Linked DNA regions of Mus musculus: regions 1, 3 and 4 are each linked to region 2. A link is a contact called in public Hi-C and promoter capture Hi-C data. All regions are on one chromosome and are shown on one strand. The core of a region is the stretch at or near the end of the contact, and the rest is flanking DNA. Distances in the headings are between cores, read along the strand shown.

Evidence for each region. Promoter capture Hi-C pulls out the DNA fragments that hold promoters and counts their contacts. A called contact is a pair of places that touch in the nucleus more often than the background predicts.
Region 1: a contact with region 2 is called in a promoter capture Hi-C map of liver, with 4 times the contacts expected there. The contact joins the promoter of Parp2 here to the promoter of Mettl17 in region 2. A contact is called at or near these places in 3 of 39 promoter capture datasets (hippocampal neurons, liver and pre-B cells), 1 of 484 Hi-C or Micro-C datasets (CD8 T cells), 3 of 115 datasets of contacts at active chromatin or transcription factors (astrocytes, forebrain and large pre-B cells) and 2 of 9 other capture datasets (adipose tissue and liver).
Region 3: a promoter capture Hi-C map of liver shows a contact between it and region 2, with 2.7 times the contacts expected there. The contact joins the promoter of Tep1 here to the promoter of Mettl17 in region 2. A contact is called at or near these places in 5 of 39 promoter capture datasets (cranial neural crest, hippocampal neurons, liver and 1 more) and 1 of 484 Hi-C or Micro-C datasets (B cells).
Region 4: a Hi-C map of B cells shows a contact between it and region 2, with 7 read pairs. The contact joins the promoter of Ttc5 here to the promoter of Mettl17 in region 2. A contact is called at or near these places in 3 of 39 promoter capture datasets (cranial neural crest, frontonasal cranial neural crest and hippocampal neurons), 1 of 484 Hi-C or Micro-C datasets (B cells), 2 of 115 datasets of contacts at active chromatin or transcription factors (astrocytes and large pre-B cells) and 1 of 9 other capture datasets (adipose tissue).

Annotation. Positions count from the first base shown.
Region 1 is chr14:50,805,540-50,810,735 of GRCm38.p6, forward strand. It overlaps Parp2 (poly (ADP-ribose) polymerase family, member 2), which reads left to right and starts at 2,377. Exons shown (of 16, transcript NM_009632.3): 1 at 2,377-2,448; 2 at 4,535-4,675; 3 at 4,961-5,031. The coding sequence starts at 2,409. It also overlaps Rpph1.
Region 2 is chr14:51,882,750-51,888,267 of GRCm38.p6, forward strand. It overlaps Mettl17 (methyltransferase like 17), which reads left to right and starts at 2,093. Exons shown (of 14, transcript NM_001029990.1): 1 at 2,093-2,274; 2 at 2,402-2,555; 3 at 2,639-2,773; 4 at 4,149-4,230; 5 at 4,474-4,555; 6 at 5,224-5,297. The coding sequence starts at 2,197.
Region 3 is chr14:50,868,918-50,873,791 of GRCm38.p6, forward strand. It overlaps Tep1 (telomerase associated protein 1), which reads right to left and starts at 1,637. Exons shown (of 55, transcript NM_009351.2): 1 at 1,496-1,637. It overlaps Gm26782 (a long non-coding RNA gene), which reads left to right and starts at 1,379. Exons shown (of 3, transcript XR_874615.2): 1 at 1,379-1,639.
Region 4 is chr14:50,782,958-50,788,407 of GRCm38.p6, forward strand. Ttc5 (tetratricopeptide repeat domain 5) reads right to left here and starts at 2,563. Exons shown (of 10, transcript NM_001080949.2): 1 at 2,481-2,563. The coding sequence starts at 2,531.

The DNA of each region.
Region 1 (5,196 bases), core at 1,127-3,626, 1.1 Mb before region 2:
AAAGAGGACGAAGAAATTCTGAATATCACAGATATACCGATGGAGCTGGGGGGAAAAGTCATCCTAAGTGAGGTAACCCTGACCCAAAAAGGCAAATACATATGTGAATGTTAGCTTCTAATCCTTCCATAGGCATGCTGCAATCCATTATAACCACAACGGTTAGGTATAGAGTCAGGGATGAGGAAGGGGAGGGAGGACAGGATCTCCCAAGGGAAGGGAAATAGAATATATAGCTATGGAGAAACAAGGGGAGAATGGAGCTGGAGGATTAAATGGGGAGGGGGATGGAGAAGAAAGGTAATGGGAATAGAGACTCAGAAAGTGACAAATAAGCATGCGTCATCCATAAGGGAGCCTGCTACTGTAGAAGCTTCTTAAAACATGTACATGTATGAAAAGAAAGCCTCAGCTAGACACCAGTCACCACCAAGAGAAACCACCAGGGATGGGTGACATCTAAGTGAGTTGTTTGCCAAAAGGGATCCATGGAAACCCCCAAAGAACCCAGTATCCTTTGCTCTCTGCAAACTGATGGCAAGGCCCTGTTGTTAAACATTGATACTGTCATACCTCATTGAATATGGACCAGTTGAGCTAGTGCCTGTCTAGAGCCTTCATCCCTACTGACTAATTTTCATAGTACTGGAAGGTACCCTGTACACCTACTGATATGGGATGTGTGTGTGTGGTATGTGAGTGTGTGCGTGTGCCCGTGCCCCCCACACCGTTAGAGTGAGCATATATGTATGTCTCTTGTGCTTTTTCTTTCTTTCTTTTTATTCTTTCGGTTTTTTTCAAGAGAGTTTTTCTATATAGCCTGGGCTGTCCTGGAATTTACCCTCTAGACCAGGTTAGCCTTGAACTCAGAGATCTGCTTCCCTGTGCCTCCCAAGTATTGGGATTAAAAGTGTGTGCCACCACACCCAGGTTTTGTTTTGTTTTTTTTTTTTTTTGTTTTTTTTTTTTTTGTACAGGGTTTCTCTGTATAGCCCTGGCTGACCTGGAACTCACTTTGTAGACCAGGCTGGTCTCGAACTCAGAAATCCACCTGTCTCTGCCTCCCAAGTGCTGGGATTAAAGGTGTGCGCCACCACTGCCTGGCTCACCCAGCTTTTTTTTTTTTTTTTTTTTTTAATGAGTTTGTATGTGTTTGTGTACGTATCACTTGTGCTTTTTATTTATTTATTTATTTATTTTTTAATTTAATTGCCTGTTTTCTAAAGAAAGCTCAAGAGGACATGGAGTTAGTTGGATGGAGACCTGGAGGAGATGAGGGACGGGAAATGGTAATCAAAGTTTTATTTTTCAGTTTTGGTCATTAATCGATCTGAGGCATCCACACACTAGTCAAGTCACAGCTTCGCGCCTTTGTAAGGAAAGCTGGGCTTGGTATGAGCCCTATTCCACTCCTATCTCAATTGCTTCTCCTTTCTCAGTGTTCTTCGCTGTAGCTCAACTCTGCTCATTTACTTCATGAGGAATTCCCAGCCTGTTTCTCTATTATGATACTATGTGCTTTTCCTAAGTACTTATTACAGTTACAGGTTCATTTTTTTGGTTTTGTAATAAGTCTACATATATATTCTCCCAATAACAAGTTACATGAAGGTATGAACTACGTTTATTTTTGCTAGACAAATAGCTAAAGTATAGCCCCAAAAATCCAACAGTGGGAGGGGGTTCATATCATGTTTCACTAAATGTTGTCAAACTCCCTTCTATATTTTTATGGTTTAATCCATATTTGAACAACTCTCAAGCTTGGTCTTTTTATAGTAGAGGGTTGTGGTCAATACAGTCACAACTGTTCAAAATGAATGAATGACTGACTGAATGCTGAGACACAGAGTAAATATATAAAACCCTTTCGAGTCAATACTCCAAAAGGATCTCGATCAAAAAAGAGGGCGGGGGAGAGTAGTCTGAATTGGGTTATGAGGCCCGGGAGGTGCCTCACCTCAGCCATTGAACTCGCACTGCTGGCCGTGAGTCTGTTCCAAGCTCCGGCGAGGGAGGCATCCGCTCCGGCGAGGGAGGCATCCGCCCCGACTCGGGGCTTCTCCTGCCCAGTCTGCCCAAGCGTAGAGCCCTGCTCTCTGGGAACTCACCTCCCCGCTCGGGGAGAGCCCGGTTAGGGCCGCGGGAGGCCCAAGTCTCAGACCTTCCCAGGGGCCGAAGAGTGACACGCACTCAGCACGTGGCCCCGCTGATGAGCTTCCTCCGCCCACTTTCAGGATGTAGACCGGCCGCCACTATAAGGCTCGAAAGAGGAATAAATTTTTCGTTTAGGGTGATTTCCCACAAAGCACAGCGCGTAATTTGCATGCGCTCTACCCCAGGCTCCTGTGCTAGACAAGAAGCCCGCGCATCCGGGCAAGGGATGATGACGTCGTCCTTCAAGAGCGATGGCGCCGCGGCGGCAGAGATCAGGCTCTGGAAGGCGAGGTGGGAACTCAGTCCGCAGGCTGAATGCTCGGCCCAGTGTCACAGGGAGCCTCTCGCTTTTTCATATTACACTTCAGTCCAAAGAGGCGGGTCACGGATAAGCGCTTACAGTAAAGTGATTAGCTGTAGTCAACCTTTTAAGATACATCCGATTTCAGAAAGTAAAATTCGAATCTTAGAATTGGTGTCTGTAGACCGTATACTGTGTCTGTGGTCTCGGTTTTATATTTCGGGCAACTAAAGTTCAATGAATTTACAGGTTCTAAAGCTCCAAATAGCAACGCTGGCAGCAAGTTGGTCAGTCCAGACCGTTGAACACTTTACTGATGACCATGATGAAGTGGTCTAGTTTGAAGGAAGGTATTAGAGACCAAAGGCTATGAGACCCATGTAATGAACTGTAAAGATCTATGTAAACTTATTTTATCCTATTATTAATATCCCATCAGGATAGCAATTTAGGCAGTATTGCTCAGTGAGTGGTGTGCAAGTTATTAAGAGCATGTTGAATTATTTCTTTAGAAATTATTTAATCTTTATGTATTTTATCTGCATATATATATATATATGCACCATGTATGTGCCTGGAAGTGTTGGACCCCCCGTACTAGAGTTACTGACAGTTGTGGTCTGCCATATGAGAGATGGAACTTAAACCCAGAGCCTCGGGAAGAATCAGGCAGCTCCTTCATCACTGACCCACCTCTCCAGCTACTTTAAGTTCTTTCTTTAAAGGATATTATGAGAGCCTGGTGGGCATGTTGGCTCACACCTTTAATGCTCGCACTTGGGAGGCAGAGGCAGGAGGATCTCTGTGAGGTCCAGGACAGCCAGGGCTATATAGAGACCCTGTCATTTAAAAAGGGGGGTGGGGGGAGGAGGGTTGTCAAGAAGCTGGAGAGTTAGCTCAATGTTAAAAACCACTTGTTAGCCAGGCGTGGTGGCACACGCCTTTAATCCCAGCACTCGGGAGGCAGAGGCAGGCGGACTTCTGAGTTTGAGGCCAGCCTGGTCTACAAAGTGAGCTCCAGGACAGCCAGGGCTATACAGAGAAACCCTGTCTCGAAAAACCAAAAAAAAAAAAAAAAGAAAACAAAACCAAAAAAAAAAAAAAACACTTGTTGCCCTTATAGAGGGTCTGAGTTTGATTCCAAAATCCCACATGGCAAGTCATAACCACCCTCCCAGACCTCCAGGTACACCAGACATCCAGACATGCACGTGGCACACATACATATACAGACAGAACACCCATACACGTAAAAGGAAACAATAACCTTTGGGGGTTTGTTTCTTTGTTTGTTTTGGGTTTTATGTTTGTTAACAGTCAAGGGCAGAGACAACTCTACTGTCTCTGACAGCAACCTTAGTTTTTCAGAGACCTCCACTCAGGCAAACCTAGTATTCTTGCCTTTAAAGTAGAAATGACTTTCAAGAGTATGCAAAATGAACCAAAGTTGGAAGTTTATTACAGGAGATGCCAATATATGTTTTAAGCACAAGGGTTAAAAGAAACGGAATGACTGGGAAGAGAGACGCCACAGAACATGAGTGTGGGCTTCTCAAAGAAGAATCACCCTTCACTGTCTTTAGAATAGACATGTATGTAAGATTTGTGATTTTTGGCTCTTCAAGGAGTTGTTAAAGAATTTAAATGAGATCACAGTTCCTGAGGAGATCTGACAGAATTCCAGAGTCCAAGTCTGGATGATAAGGGATGCAGGGAGTTAGGTTATCAGCATTGTCAACAATGCTCGTGGTCTGTTTAAGACTCCCATAAAATGGGAAAGAAATGAACCAGGCCCATTGTCATATTCATTTAGGCCGACAGCCCAATTCAGTGTCATTTTAACATGAAAATATCTGAAGATCTGCATCAGCAGCCTTCATAGAATGTTAATTGGGCTGAATTTCTTGCTTCTCAACTTCAGAGAGGCTTCATCCTGACTCGGGGATAGGAGGGGCTGCTTTTCCTTTTCATAGCCATCTAATTTTCCTGTGTTTTTATTTTGCTTCAGTGTTGTTTCAGTAAAGTTAGATCATCTTCATAGTGCAGTAATTCTTGGTATATTGTTCTTGCCATAAGTGCTAAATGAAGCCAAGAAAGTTGATAATGGCAACAAAGCAACAGAAGACGACTCTCCTCCTGGCAAGAAGATGCGCACGTGCCAGAGAAAAGGGCCTATGGCTGGAGGGAAGGACGCAGACAGGACAAAAGACAATCGAGGTAATGGGCCAGGGAGGACATGGGACAACTCTTGGGTTTCCAGAAGAATGGGGATAACATTTGTTCCTTCCCTCTTCAGGATCTAATTAATTTCTCTATCACCTGGGCATTCTGCAGTACCAGTCTACTTTGTTGAATATTTTCATAGATTTGAGATGGATTAGAACCCAGGCAGAAGACCTGGACTGCTCGGGAAGGGCAAAGTTAATTATGACAGCTTTGTAGCCAAGACGGCCCTTTTGATTCCCACATCAGTAACGGCAGTGCGTGTTTGTGTTCCCTCAGACTCTGTGAAGACCTTGCTGTTAAAGGGCAAAGCCCCTGTGGACCCAGAGTGTGCAGCCAAGCTGGGAAAGGTAAAAGCACCTGCAATGGAAGGCAGAGTTTTCTTGTCTTATGATGATCCCTGTCTAGAATGTCGGTGGTGCTCAGTTTAAAAATACTTCCGAAAATATTGCTAGTGATGACTTCTCTCCAGAGTTGAGAAGTAGGGGTGATGAGGTTTCAGCTTAGCAGAATAT
Region 2 (5,518 bases), core at 843-3,342:
AAGTCTCTGATTTCGTCCCATTCCTCAGCGTTCAGTCTCATGTGGCATCCAAACTGTTGTTCTTTCATGTCTGGCTTTTTTTAAATGATATGGATGAAGTATAACAATTTAAATATAAAGTCATGTCTCTTCGAATTGCCAAAGTACATATAAAAATAGTAACATAAGTTTGTCGGTTTACTTTGATCCAGACATTATCACATTTAATCATTATAACAAGGCTTTAAAGGCATCAACTGTCACTGCTCCAGAATCAACTGACCACCAAATGCCAGACCCTAGAAGGTTATACATATCCTATACTCTGACACCTGCCCACAAAAACAACAACAACATCAACCCAATCAATCTATCAGGGCAGATCTGTAAGTGGCAGAGATATTTTATTGTTTCAGCACAAGCCAGTAATTTAACATGAAAAATAATAATAAAGTATAACAACTGCAAAGTATAGGCTGGGCATTGGTGGCACAGGCCTTCAAACTAACCACTTGAGTGACAGAGGTTGGTGGATCTACATATTGAGTTCCAGGCCAGCCAACCAGGGCTCTATGTGTGTGTGTGTGTGTGTGTGTGTGTGTGTGTGTGTGTGTGTGTGTGTGTGTGTGTGTGTGTGTGTGTGTGTGTCTGTGTCTGTGCGCGCGCGCGCGGGAGTGGGAGGGGAGGGGGAGGAAGGGGGGAGGGCGAAGCAAACTTTCAAAAGACTGCAGTAGGTAACACCTTTTCCACAGCTGTCGTACATACACACTCCCTCGAGTCTCCAGAGAGTCATTGGATAAAATCAAACCTCTACTACCCACATAAGACAAACCAAGCATCTAAGAATCCAGCTCACACAGATACCCATATATGGTCCTGTAACTTTTCTAATTGGACTGAAGACTATAGAGTACTCTTCGTCCTGTCAGCTAACTTCTGCCCCCAAGAGGCTAAAGAGGAAACCACAGCTGGGTAAAGTACTGCTGCCGGGACCCAAGAATTTACAGGTCCATGAGTCTTTTTTTTTTTTTTTTTTAAAGATGTATGAGTGCTCTGCTGCATATACATCCACAGGCCAGAAGAGGGCATCAAATCCCCTTACAGATGGTTGTGAGCCACCATGTGATTGCTAGGATTTAAACTCAGAACCTCTAGAAGAGCAATCAGTGCTCTTAACCGCTGAGCCATCTCTCCAGCCCCAGGTTTTGGGGGGTTTTGTTGTTGTTGTTGTTGTTTCCCCACACACACACTGATTAACCCTTCGAACATTTAGCTTAAAATTCTCCATTTGCATTTCAAGGACCAACAATACCCAGTACGGTGCATTGTTTAAAAATGTAACTCTGACTTTCGACTCCCTAGCACTTAATTCAGCTATCACCTATTAAGTTCATGAACTTGGGTAAATTAACCACGTGAAAAATTAAGTTAGCAACAGATGTTTGTGGAAATAAGATGGCGGGAATTCGGTGTGCTACGTGGGAAGCTCTTGATAGAAAACCTGGAGCAAACTCGCAGACAACAAATGTGAAAAAAAAGTAAGCTAATTTTTATATTTATTAATTTGCAAACTGTAATAGTTATTAGCGCTCATCGTTGACTGCCTAAATCTGATTTTTGTTATGGTCTTGTCCCGTCTCACAAAGGGAAACTAGCCACGGTTCAGAATTCTACAGCACCAAATGAAAACAAAGAAAGTCCACACTTTCCTTTTCACCTGCCTACCCCACTCTCAGCCCCACTCCTGCCCCCACCCCCGCCCAGCCCTGCCCCCGCCTCTGTCCTCCCAAGTCCCACTCCCTACCACCCCCCCACGTCCCCTTCTATCTCCCCACCCCAGTGAGACTGCTTCCCCCTCCACGCCGCCCCCATCTCCCTACTCCCCCAACCCCTCTCCCTCCTACCCCACTAGCCCCCCCTAACCCGTGAGACTGATCCCTCCCCATCACAAAACACGCCCAAGCCGGGTTGGTCTCGCCCGCAGCCACGCTCAGCATTGAGACCACGCCCCTTCTGAAGGCTAAGCCCCTCCCACGAACGGCCTTCTTCGCAGAGACGTACATAAGGTACATAAGGTCGCTTATTGGCTGTTAGCAAATACTCCCTCTTCTCATTAGTTGATACCGTCCGGGTCGAAGTTCCACGGAAGATGCTCTTAGCTGCTTGGGCTGAGGGTTACAGGCATGTGTACTTCCGTTTCCGGTGTGTCCTGAAGCCATGGCCACCGCCAGGACACCGAGATTTCTGCTGCTGTTCTGCAGATCCTGCCGCAGCCTTCGAGGACCCCAGTCCCGAGTAAGTGCATCTTCCTCTGCTGGCGGAGAACTGGGTTTCCAGAGACATCTCTCGGAGGAGGAGCGACCTCGGCGATGCCTCGGGCAGCAAGCACCTGCAACCATTCTGTTTCTTTCGCTGTCTGCAGGCATACGCCGCCCTTGTGCCCGGTGTGTCCCAGGTAGACAACGGGTCGGATTTCCTGGGGAAGAAGCCCCATCGAAAGCATCCCGGCATCCTGCATCTTCCGCACGTCCAGCTGCCGCAAGCACTGGCTGACGCCGCACAGTTAATGCTTTTTGGTGAGAAACTGCGGGAAGGGGAAGCCAGATAAAACCAAACGAGGCCAGCACGCAGCGATGACCCTTTCCATCTGTGACCACAGAGAGACCCATGCGCAGTGTAGAGAAGCAGGTGCAAGCACTCACCAACTATCTCTGGAGCCGACATTTACCTGTAGAGCCGGAGGAGTTGCAAAGACGGGCTGCGTATCTTGAGAAAAAATTCCTGGAAAAACAAGGTAGGGCTTAAAACTAAAAGGCAAACCAGATTAAAATGTCAACGAGAAATTAGGATCAAAGAATAATTTAAATCTCTCAGATAAATACTGCTGTTTCTCATTTGATGCTGTAGTAACAGCCCTACTAGATGATGCCCTGCTAAGAAGGTAGGTTGGGCCAGAGGTTGCCCTTGGAGATTGGGTAAAGGTCAGAAGTTTTGGTCTTTCGGGTTTTTTTATAAAAAATTTCCCCTCCACCGCTGCAAGTCAAAGAGATTATGACTATATTTTGATTCAGGTAAGTAAAGGCCATATGGCAGGCAGTTCAGTAAACACGAAACCCCACCTCGGATAGAAAATTATTACATTTCAGATTATTTTTAAGACTATGGACTTCATATTGTAAATTTGCCTTTTATTCTTGTATTCCCTGCACGTCCCACAGTACCTGGTTCAGGGTAGTGTCTTAGTGTTCTATTGTTGAAGAGATACCATAATCACGGCAACTCTTAGAAAAGAGAGCTTTTAACTGGGGCTGGCTTACAGTTTCAGAGGTTTAGTCGGTTGTCAGCATGACAGCATGCAGGCAGGCATGGTGCTGAAGAAATAGCTGAGAGTTCTGCATCTGCATCGGGAACTGCAGGAACAGAGCGAGACTCTGGGCTTCTCATGGCCTTTTGAAACCTCAAAGCCCACCTCCTAATCCTTTCACGTAGTGCTACTCCCTGGTGACCAAGCATTCCAGCGGATGAGCCATTGGGGAGCAAATGGGGCCATTGTCATTCAAGCCACTACTGTAGGTGTTTGTAGAAATTTGCCCAGTGGTACAGAGCTCCACACAGTCCGGAGACTTGGATTTTCAAGCCCCTTTCTATGGTAATATTGAAGATGTCTCACTCCTAAGTGTCAGAGAGTGAAAAAGTCTATAAAAGTGCCCTTATCCTGGCTTTTATTTTTATCACATGGACAGGAGAGATGGTACAGAGTAAAAAAGCACTCACCACCAAACCTGATGACCTTCTACCAAATGGGTGAAGGTGAGAACTGACTCGGACCTATATGCACACAAGAAGTAAATATTTAAAAAAAAAAAATCATTTTTATCAGGCTTCTGCTCACTATGACGCAAAACTTGGATGGGTTAAGTTGACTAAACTACTATTCTAATAGTCTAGATACTATTAGGTAGATAATATACAGACAAGATAGTGTTGGAAAGTCTTTGATACTCTGGTGATGGTGGCGGTCATCAGTCTTATCCCTCTTCCCTGAAGTTTTGACCTTTCTCGGACTTTGAGCATTTTCTCAGACAGGAATGGGGAAGGCTGGGAGGCGTGTACTTCACGGGATCTAAGCCGTTCTCCTAAGTCCTCACCTCCAGTTCTTCTCACCCTAGACTCAGCTCCCACAGAGGAGAAACTTCGTGAGGCAGTACTGCATGCCCTGCGCAAAACTACCTACCATTGGCAGGAACTCAGGTACGGTCTTCCAGAAAGGGTACAAAGAAGGCATGTTACACGTGAGGAGAGCTGAAGAGGTAGTCAGCTTTGCGTTTGAGAAAGCCTCCTGAAGTCTTCTGTACTAGAAAGTGGAAGGACTAACCAGAAGAATCGTTTCAGATTTTTTGTTTCATAAACTTTAGAAGGTAACTGGGGCTAGGTTATTTCCTAAGTGGGGGAGGGGGGAGTCTCTGACTTGTTGTTGTTGTTGTTGTTTGACAGCTACAGTGAAGAGCTGAGTCTGATCTATATGGCAGCCAGATTGGACGGTGGTTTTGCTGCAGTTTTCAGGGCATTCCATGAGGTGAGAGTCTCTCAGCATCCAACCCAGCCCCCTTTGCCATTGGTTTTGTTTTCTGTAAATTAGCCTTCTGTGGTAGGAGTTCTTGGGATGTTATGCACACACTAATGGTTTTATTTATCCTTTGAAAACAATCCTGTGGCCTAAGAAAGGTTAGAATCACTGAGATGTTTCCTATCTGAAAGTATTTTTTTAATTCATTTACTGTATGTGAGTACACTGTTGCTGTCTTCAGACCCACCAGAAGAGGGCATCCGACCCCATTACAGATGGTTGTGAGCCGCCATGTGGTTGCTGGGAATTGAACTCAGGACCTCTGAAAGAGCAGTCAGTGCTCTTAACCACTGAGCCATCTCTCCAGCCCCCTGGAAGTATTTTCTATTGAATCTCACAAGTGCGTTCACCTCTCACCTCTGTCAGCGTCCCCTAATACTCACTAAAGCCCTTACTGCTGGCCCACCTTTTCTGGGGTGTTCTTTTTTTTTTTTAATTTATTTATTTATTTATTATATGGAAGTACATTGTAGCGGAGTCAGATCTCGTTATGGATGGTTGTGAGCCACCATGTGGTTGCTGGGATTTGAACTCTGGACCTTCGGAAGAGCAGTCAGGTGCTCTTACCCACTGAGCCATCTCACCAGCCCTTCTGGGGTGTTCTGTATCTCCTTCAGATCCAGGCTCGAATCCCAGAGTTTCGGCCACAGACGTTGATGGACTTTGGGTCTGGCACTGGTTCTGTCGCCTGGTAAGTAACTTTGTTAACCCTTAGCCATGTCAGTTCTAACACTAGAGCAGTAGTTCTCAACCTGTGGGTCATAACCCCTTTGGTAGGTCAAACTACCCTTCCATGGGGGGAGTCGAATAACAGATATCCTCCATATCAGATATTTCCGTTGCAATTCCTAACAGTAGCAAAGTTACAGTTATGAAGTAGCAACAAAAATAAAGTTGTGGTTGGGGGTCAGC
Region 3 (4,874 bases), core at 387-2,886, 1.0 Mb before region 2:
TTGTACAGCCATCACTTTTAACCATCTTGCTGCCCCCCCCCCTTTTAGATTTATCCAGGCGTAATTCTAAGGGGACAGGGGGGAAAAGGGAAAGCAAAAGCTTAGAGAGAAGCCTGGCATGGCATAGCGGTGACCTGTCTAGAATCACAGCTGAAAAGGAGACCATAAGAACATGGAGGCCAGCCTGGGCTACATAGCAAATTCCAGGTCCACGTGAGCACTGACACTCTCTTTCTCAAAAGAAAATGTGTCTTGCTATTCCTCTCATGTCCCTGTACTACAAGGAAAAAAAAAAAGTAGTGAGGGCTGGGCTGGCATACACCTGCACTCCCAGCACTTGAGGCCGAGGCAGAAGGGTTAGGAGTTCAAAGGTCATCCTTGGCTACATAGCAAGTTAAAAGATCAAAATCACCCTGGAATATAGGAGACTTTGTCCAAAAAAAAAAAAAAAAAAAAGGTGGGAAGCTAGAAAGATAGGTCAGTTGATAAAACATCTAGATGACAGTAAGGCTCAGTAGTCTATGACTGTAATCCCAACACTGAAAGGCAGGCAGATTCTTACATCAAGCTGGCCAGCCAGCCTACCAAAAGTAACTCGAGAAGCAATAGAATAAGACACCTGGTGTGGAGTTCTAGTCTCCACATACCCGTATATATATCCGCATATGCACATACTCTTGCACACACAAACAAACACATACACACATATACACACCCAACGAGTAATAAGGAATTTCAGAATTAATCCAATATGTATGTATGTATGTATGTATGTATGTATGTATGTATGTATTGAAACAAGGTCTCACTAAAAAGGTCTGACTGACCTGGAACTACTATACAGATTCCAACTCACAGAGAGCCACCTGCCTCTGCCTCCCCAGTGCTAGGATTAAGACATACACAGCCACATCTGGCATAATCCAAGAGTGAAAAACAAGTTCTCAATTAAAATTTTAAGTTAACAGAGAAATAAAGACATGTAATTTTTTTCCTCTCTGGAGTTTATAGAGATTCTGATTAACTTCTGAAAGCTTAAAAGTTCTTCCCCAAGTTCCAGAGATAACTGGTATTGATAGTTTTATACTGACATTCTGTGTATACACTAGTTTGTATGTATACCTGCCTCCACTCCTACCCCGGTCCCTTTTCTTTGGCCTTGCACCTGAAGCCATACTTCAGACGCTATTCTTTTCTTAGGAAGTCGTGGAGGCCTACCGCGTTGGCACCTTAGTGTCCATTACTGTTAAACGTGTCAGTCTAGTGAGTTTCTGTTGCCAAAAGTGATCACAACACTCTTCATTTGTTACAGTCACTCCCTCCTAGGATTCTTTAAGGCAAAAGGAACCCATTCTCTCTGAGCATCTATCCCTCCGCCCCACTAAGGCCACCCCACCTCCCTGCCAGCCGCCCGGAAGGACTAAGCGGCTGCACCACGCTCGCCCAGAGGTCCTTCCGGGAGTCCAGCTGACACAGGTCTCGGCCAGGGCTCTACCTGCGCTCAGGATTGGAAAAGCTGTGCGCAATGAGAGGCGCGTTGGTTCTCCGCAACGGGGAGCAGAAACCGGCCTGGGTCAGCCAGTGGACTGGTTGGAAGCAGAGAACTGAAAGAAAACCAACACCCTAGTGAGGCCAAGGGGTGAGGCTGGGCGAGGGAGGGGCGGGGCTGGGGGCAGGGCGGGGCTGAGGGCGGGGCTGCCGCGTGTAGGATATCGCAAATGCCGGGATTATAGGGTTGTGCTAACCACACCCGGTTTGATTTGCACAGTTTAGGGATTTATACTTCCGGCTAGGCCAACTTTACCAACCGAGTTGTATTTCCACCCAATACAATCATGCTCTGATGCTATTATGTATCCTGAAAATACCCCAGAGGCTTATGTGCTAAAATCATGCCAGCCTTGGGCAGCTGTTGGGAGGTGGTGAAACGTTTAGAAAGAAAGATCGCTGAGAGTGTGCCCTTGGCTGACCTTTGAAAGTCAGGCCCCTTCTCTCCCTTTTGCTTCCTTTCATCCACCATGAAAGTAAACAGTTTCGTCTGTCGCCACCCCACTCAATCCCACTCCACCCCATCCGTGAACTGCTTTGCCACAGGCCAAAGCAAGAGGGTCAAGAGATCCTTGACTGAAAACCTCTGAAAATATGATTCAGAATGGTGGCACACACATGTAATCCTAGTACTTAGAAGGCTCTGGCAGGAAGATCAAAGAGTTAACTCTACTCATGCTATTTGAGTTCATTATGTTATCTTTTTGTTACTGCGACAAACTACCTGAGATAATAAACCAAACCCTTTTGATTGTTTCTTTCTTTTTCAGACAGGGTCTCTCTATGTAACCCTGGATGTCCTGGAACTCACTGTTTAGACCAGGCTGGCTTCTGACTCACAGAGATCCGCCTGCCCCTGCCTCCCATCTCCTGGGATTTAAAGGCATACCCCACCACCAACCACCACGCCCAGCAACAAATTTTTTTAAATTTTGATTTTGGGGATTTGGGCTTTTATTTTTAGACAAGGTCTATCTATATAACCCCAGCTGGCCTGCAGCTCACTATGTAGACCAGGCTGCCCTCTAATGGCTCAGAAATGAAGAGAATCTGTTTTTGCAGAAGGCCTAGGTTCAGTACCCAGCACCCACATCATGCCTCACAACCATTGGTAACTCTAATTACCCATGGTGACCTCTTCTAAACTCCAAGAGCACTTGGCATGAAGGTGGTGCACAGACATACATAGAGGCAAAACTCATAAATACAAAGTGGAGTGTGTGGGTGGAGGTCTGTTTTGTATGTAAATTACTACTAGCCAGGTAATATACCCTTATAATTCCAGAGATTTTAAAGGCTGAAGCAGAAGGATCTCAAGTTCAAGCCAGATTCCTTAGGGAGCATTTGCCTCCATAAAATAAGTAAGTGAGTAAATAAATAAATATAAAAATGAAAAACCCCTAAAGATAAATAGTAATTTTAATAGATTTTGTTGTAGTTCCGAGACAGGATTTCTCTGTGTAGCCCTGGCTATCCTGGAACTCAGTCTGTAGACGAGGCTGGCCTTTAACTCAGAGATCTGCCTGCCTCTGCTTCCTGGGTGCTAGGATTAAAATGCATGCCACCATCTCATAGCCCCATGGATTTTTAATGTGCATGAATGACTGGCAGAATCATTCAAAGTTGTAAGCACAAGAATGCCCCTCACTGTAGAAGTGCTCTGCACAGTTACTAAGGGTCTAGCACTCTTAAGTCCCACCTACTAAATATTAAATGCTAAAAATTATCCTAATTGTGAGAAATAAATGTGTGTGTGGGGGGGAGAGAGAGAGAGAGTTCTAAAACCATCCCTAGAACGCAATACCATCCATATTAATAGCCATCAGTCTTAATTGACATCTCTCTATAGGGAAAGGGATGATGAGTCTACGATTCTTACCACAAGACTGAAAATCTAAAACCCAGGGCTATTCAAAGTTGCTAGCATGAGATGTTCTTTTTTGCTTTCTATTGCTGTGGTTTTAAAAAAAAATGAACAAACTGACAAAACAACTTGGGGAAGAAAAGGTTTATTTCTTCTACAGGTCTACCATCACCGTGGGAAGCCAAATTAGAGGACACATTAGAGGAATGCTGCTTACTGGCTGGCTTTCTGCTTCTGCTCATCTTGCCTGTACAGCCTAGGCCTGAATGCCATGGTGGTACTGCCATAGTGTCCTTGGCCCTCCTCACCAATTAATAGTAACAGTTATTAGTAGTATTATAATGAACGCCCCATAAACATGCCCATAAGCCAATTTGATGGAGGCAATTTCTTATTTGAGGTTTCCTTTCTTCCACATGTGTCAGGTTGACAAGCAAGAATACTCATCACGCCAGGCGTGGTGGCGCATGCCTTTAATCCCAGCACTCGGGAGGCAGAGTTAACTAAATAATTAGTTAATGCCAAGTAATTTTAGTAACTTTTTTGTACAAGCTTGAAGCAAAGGCATCTTCCGTGTCACAGCCATTGAAACTGGGTTGTGTCAACTGTGCCCTCCATCCCTAAGATCCGATTTCTCAGTTCAGGCGAGCAGCTAGGTATTAGGAAGCTTTCACCCTCATGGGTTGGTTTTTGTTGTTGTTTTGTTTGTTTGTTTGTTTTATTTGGTTGGTTGGCCAGTTGGTTTGGCTCTTTGAGTTAAGGTCTTACTTACTACAAAGTCCCAGATGACCTAGAACTCAATATGTAGACTAGGCTGGCCTTGAATTTGAAGTGATCCTCCTGCCTCTATATTCCTGGTGCTTGCTGTGGGGTTAAGGCATGCTTTACCACACCAGCTTCCATTTTTAGTTTTCCCCCATTGAGTCATAGTGTAGAAACCTAATCCAAAACTACAGCTTCCTGTAATTCTTATATAACAGGTTTAATAAGGCACACACTTTCCAGACCGAATTATAAGCATATACATTACAAATTTGACAGACATACTTCTATGCCCAAAGTCCAAGCAGTTAGGCAGAAGCAAGAGAATCGCTGTGTTTTTGAGACCAAGCTCCAAAACAGCTGGGGTTACATAATGAGATCTTATTTCAAAAAATAAAAAGCTGCTGGGTGTGGTGGCGCACGCCTTTAGTCCCAGCACTTGGGAGGCAGAGGCAGGCGGGTTTCTGAGTTCGAGGCCAGCCTGGTCTACAAAGTGACTTCCAGGACAGCCAGGGCTACACAGAGAAACCCTGTCTCGAAACAAGCAAACAAACGAAAAGAAAAGAAAAAGAAAAAAAAAGAAAAAGCCAGGGCTGGAGAGATGGCTCAGCAGTTTTAAGTTTACTGACTGTTCTTCCAGCAGTCCTGAGTTCAATTCCCAGCAACCACATGGTGGTTCACAACCATCTGGTGTATCTGA
Region 4 (5,450 bases), core at 1,313-3,812, 1.1 Mb before region 2:
AACTTGAACTTGGTGACCTTGGTATTTTGGGAGAACTTTGAGAGGTTTTTCTTGTTTACTTGGGGCATCTTCTGATTCTCTTGCATTTTTTTCTCAAGCAAATGTTAAATGCTTCTAAGCACTCATGATCAACTCCATAGAAGCTGAGATGTCAACTTCTCAGAAAGGCTTGCCCTATTATCCTACTTTGCTTTCACTTCCATGATAAAAGAAGAAAACAAGAAACAAAAGACAAACACTTTGGGGAGGAAAGGAAAGCCTCCAAATTGTCAGCCTTCAGGGGATGTCACAGCAAGGCTGGACCCTGGAGGCAGGAAATGAAGCAGGTCCAGGAGGACTGATGCTCACTGATCTGCTTTTCAGGCTGGTCAGCCCTGATGTTTTCCCTGCATGTACGTCTGTGTAAGGGTATTGGATCCCCTGGAGCCATGTGGGTGCTGGGAATTGAACCTGGGTCCTCTAGAAGAGCAGCCAGTGCTCTCTCAACCATTTAGCCATCTCTCCAGCCCCCATCAGCCTGCTTTCTTAAACAGTCCAGGACCATTTGCCCAAAGATGGTACTGCCCACAGCGGGCTGAACCCTCACACATCATCAATCATTAATAATAATAATTTTTTAAAAATGCTCACAGACCAAATGAGACATTTTCTCAATTGAGGTTCAGTCTTCTCAGATGATCCAATTTGTGTCAAGTTGAAAAAAAAAAAAAAAACAACTAACTAATCAGCACACTTCCTAGAGCAGCAGTTCTCCGCCCTGGGGGTGGAGACCTCTTGGAGATTGACCCCTCTCACAGGGGTCACATATCAGAGATTCTGCACATCAGATATTTACATTACTATTCAGAACAGGAGCAAAACTACAGTTATGAAGTAGCAACAAAAATAATGTTATAGTCCTGATCACCACAACATGAGGAATTATATTAAGGGGTCACAGCATTAGGAAGGTTGAGGACCGCTGACCTAAACCTAATTAGTGCCTTCCTCTCCTCCTCTCTAGTTAATCACACTTTTTTTTTTCCAAAATGCCTATCATTTTAAATGATATGGCCTATTCATTCATTACTTTCTGAAATGGCTGATGTAAGTTCCATAATGGAAAGAATTTCTTGTTGATTAGGGCTATACTTAATCACTAGAACAAGGGCTGGGTCATGATCAACTCACATTAAATACAGTGGTTAAATTAACTAATGTAGTGCCTATGTTATTAACAAATTCGTATGCATAAGTAAAGTCCTACCCTGATAAAAACAATAAGCTGACACCTTCTTTATAAGTATTTCTTAACTTTATGTATATTATTCCCAGGAAAAACAGGTCCTGAAGAGACTGGTTTCAGCACATATATAAAGTCAGCATGCTCTACTCTGTTCTATAATAATAATAAAATGGTCAACATGATCTGTGGAACACAATTTGTGGAATTTTTAAGAGAGTTCTAAGCAACAGTCACAGCCAGTTTCTTTTTGTCATGCAATGAGCATGGCTGTAAAGTTAAAGGAAAGTGTTATTGTTGTGTTTTAGTCGTTTTGATTTTGCTGAACAAACTTCTGTGGTGGCAACAGCAACACAAATGAGTTGTTAATGAATAGGAAAGTGTGAAAACAGGAAGTGATTCACGGCCACTCCAAATAGCCTCAAGGACAACACCATTCTGCATAACGTTTTGTATTTCTTTCCTATGCATACAAATGTACAAAGTGCATCCAAAGTCTCGCTGCCGATAGGATTAAAAATCTGACTTCTGCCAATCCCACTAAGGAATAGTTAACCAAAGTCCATGTTCTGAGTGTTCTTTTAACTCCCACAAGAAACAAAGAAACCTAATCAATGCTTTAAATTTTGTTAGATTTGGTGGCTCAGGCCTTTCATCTCACCACCTGCGAGGCAGAGACAAGTAGATCTTTAGGAGTTCGAGGCCAGCGTGGCCTGTAAAGCCAGTTCCAGGCGACCCTGATTCAAAACAACAAACAAAATTGCTAGAAGTGTATCTAGTTTAAATGCAAGGATGTCTTCGACCACAAACTAAGTTTCGGAGGCTTAAAGAAAATCTTAACTATTAAAAACAAAAATAAAAACGCATACTTGAAGGAAACTCCTCTCTGCCTTTCCACAATAGTCACCTGGGGAGTGGGTGGGGTTAAGAGATTAACTCGACAAATCCGAAAACCAACAACCAGGGCATCTGTTCTGCAGTCTATTTCTGAGTGTGGCCAAGTTCAATGCAGAAAGATGCTAAAGAAATGGCTGCTGCTGTGGAGCACAAACAACTCGGTTAACAGTCGGCAGCCACCTGCCACTCCGCGTACAAAGCTACTTGTTACCGAGGAAACCCGGTGGGCAGACTCCCTCCGGGCGCCCACCGAGCAGCCCTCAGCACCGGCTGAACCGCCGCACTCCGCCGCCCGGGCCCTGACCACTGCACTTCCTCCTTTCAGAGCAAGGAGCCAAAAGATTTTAACTCACAGCCTCACCTGCAATTTCTGCAAGACGTGCTTCGCTTCTTCCTCTTCATCAGCCATCATCCCAGCCGCTCTCAGCGTCTCCTCCCCCAACTTTTCAACCACAGAGACTCAGCCATGCCTACGCTGAAACCACAGCGACCCCTGGGGCTCCGGAGGCCCATCTGCGCCTCAGAGACACAGCTACAACCCAACTTAATCCAGAACTTGGTGTCTCAAAGATGCCCTAGAACTGCTTTGGGGTTTTGTTTTGCTTCTTTTTATTGCGACAGAATCTCACCCACCAAGTAGATCAGATTGGCCACGTAGATCAACGTGGCTATGTTGTCCAGGCTGGACTTTTGCCACAAACCCTCAAACTGGGATAACAAACACCTGCTGAGTTTGTGATCACTTTCGGTTTCATAAATAAATTTCCTAGTTTTATAATTCCCTTCCCAAATTCTGGAATCAAAATGTTCTTAAATTAATTCCATTCATTTTTTTGTTTTGTTTTGTATATTCTTGTCCTTTTTTACATCACTCTTAGAAAGCAAGGCCGACTATGAAAGTATGCATGTCAGGTGGTATTTGGAAGAGAACTCCCTGCAAGGGAACTTGTCTGAATATATACCAACTGAAGATATCTGCACGTGTAATTTTTAGCTTTTTAATGTATGATCCTAATAAGTCTACTATGTTTGAGGCTGGCATGCCACCATACTGTACATTAATAATGTTCTCATGTTTATTATTTCTGTAATAAACCATCTCTGAAGAGAGAAACAGGGATTGAGAACTGCAGGTGACTTGAGAAGTCTTCTCAGTGTATTTTCCATTTTTTACCTTGAACATGAATTGCCTATTCAAAAATGAAAAATTTAAACCTTCTGTTTGTTTGAGACAGAGTCTGATATATCCCAAGCTGGCCTGGAACTTGCTATGTAGCCAAAAATAACCTTGAATCCCTGATCTTCCTGCAACCACTTCCAAGTGCTTGGATTATAGACATTCGTTACCCCTGGTTTTTAAGTTTTGAGACACGGTCTCACTATGTAACCTCAATTGTCTGAAAGTCTGTATGTAGATCAGGCTGACCTCGAACTCAAGGAGTTCCTCCTGTCTCTGCCTTCTAAGTCCTGAGATTACAGACAGGCATCACCACATCCAACCACAATCTTAAAACTTTTAAAATTCCTTTGCTAAAAAAATTATCTCTGCAAAAAGACATTAAACACCTCCAAATGCTTCCAAAAAGACTGTGCAGCAGAGACAAAGAAAAAAAGTGATCATTTCCTGAAGTGGAAATTTCTGGAGACTCAGGTCATAATGCTTTGCTGGGGCAGACAGGTGAAAGGATGTTTGGCTGAAGCAGACACAGGTGAGAGGATGTTTAGCTGAAGCAGACACTTGAGAAAGAATATAAATATGATCCCACAGACAGTGAGTGGGACAAGGCTTGTGCTTTGGCTCATCTTGCACCTCGCTAGTCTCAGTTGATAGCGCTCTAGGCCTTGCACCACCTTGCTGATCTCTGCTTCTCACTGATCTTAACAGAGAGTAACTCACCCAAGAACTTCTCATGATATTCCGACGGCTTCTTGCCATTTCCACAGACTCCACACCGACCCAGCAGAGCCTCTCAGTTTATTCTGAATCCAGCTACAGCTGCTGAACTCGTATGTGGTGTCTGCTGAGTGGATGGAACTGCATCTGCTGATTGGTGTGTGGTAGTTTGCTAGTAGAGTGAACTGCTGATAATGCTGACAACAAAGATTGGAATCACCCAAAGAACTCTTTCTAAACTAAACAGGTCCACTTCCCGTGTCCTAATAACCTTTCTTTTGCATGACCTCTGGTGGGTGGGAGGCTAGAAGTGAAGTTAAAGAATTTAAGGACCCTTATTAAAGTACGTTTTGAAAAAAAAATCTAAGCCTACAATTCCCTCTGCTTTTTTTCATGCCTTTAAAAGAGCCCACAATGGGGCAGTCGAGATGGTGCAGTAGTTAAGAGCACTTGCTGCCTTTCCAGAGGATCCAGGTTCAGTTCCTAACACCCACATGGCAGACCACAACTGACTATAATTCCAGTTCTAAGCTATCTGACACACTTACACAGGCATACATGCATGCAGGCAAAAACACTAATGCACATAAGGTAAAAAAAAAAAAAAAGAAATCATAAAAAATGAAAAGCCTGACATGCAAATTAAAATTAACTTTTTTAAGAAACATAATATTCCTGACAGTTTATAATTAAATTTTTTTCAAATTTACCCTACTTATATTTCAAACTGTTCAAGATGCCTATTTCCTTATATTTTTCCAACAAAATTGAAAAATCTCATAGAAAGAATATTTCTTAAACTATAATCTAAAATCTTTTTACTAGCTATAAAATATGTATTTTCACTTATTGGTCTTGGTGTTAGGTGCTTCAGGGAGGTAGGCAATGCCATCAAGGGGCAATCATCTCAACCAAGCTTTCTGCCCTGTGCAGAAAGGCGACTAGGGAAGCAAGACTGGCAAGCCCCACACTGTGCCATGCAAGATGACAAGTCACTGTGTCTCTGTTGGTGCATCTTATCCCTGCTCCCAGAGGCACTGGCATGTCTCTGCTCCTGTCCCCAAGAAGCTCATGATTGCTGGCCAGTATTGATAACTGCTACCCATCAACCAGGGGCTGTACTTGCCACCATGGACAACTTTGCCAAGGCCACCATTGATGCCACCTTTAAGACCCACAGCTACTGTGGGTCTTGCCCCCACCATCCCCAACCTCTGGAAACAGACTGTCACCAAGTGTCCTTATCTGGCAAAATTCACTGACCATCTCCATAGTAAGCTCAGGCCTGAAAAATAATAATAATAATGTCTCCACAAAAACAAAGCTAGAAAGGTTAACTCCGTCTCACACTGGTGTATGTGGAGGGAAAACCCTTGGAATCCAGTTACTGTTCGCCCTCTAGTGGAACACTAATTGAATGTACTAACTAGGCACAAT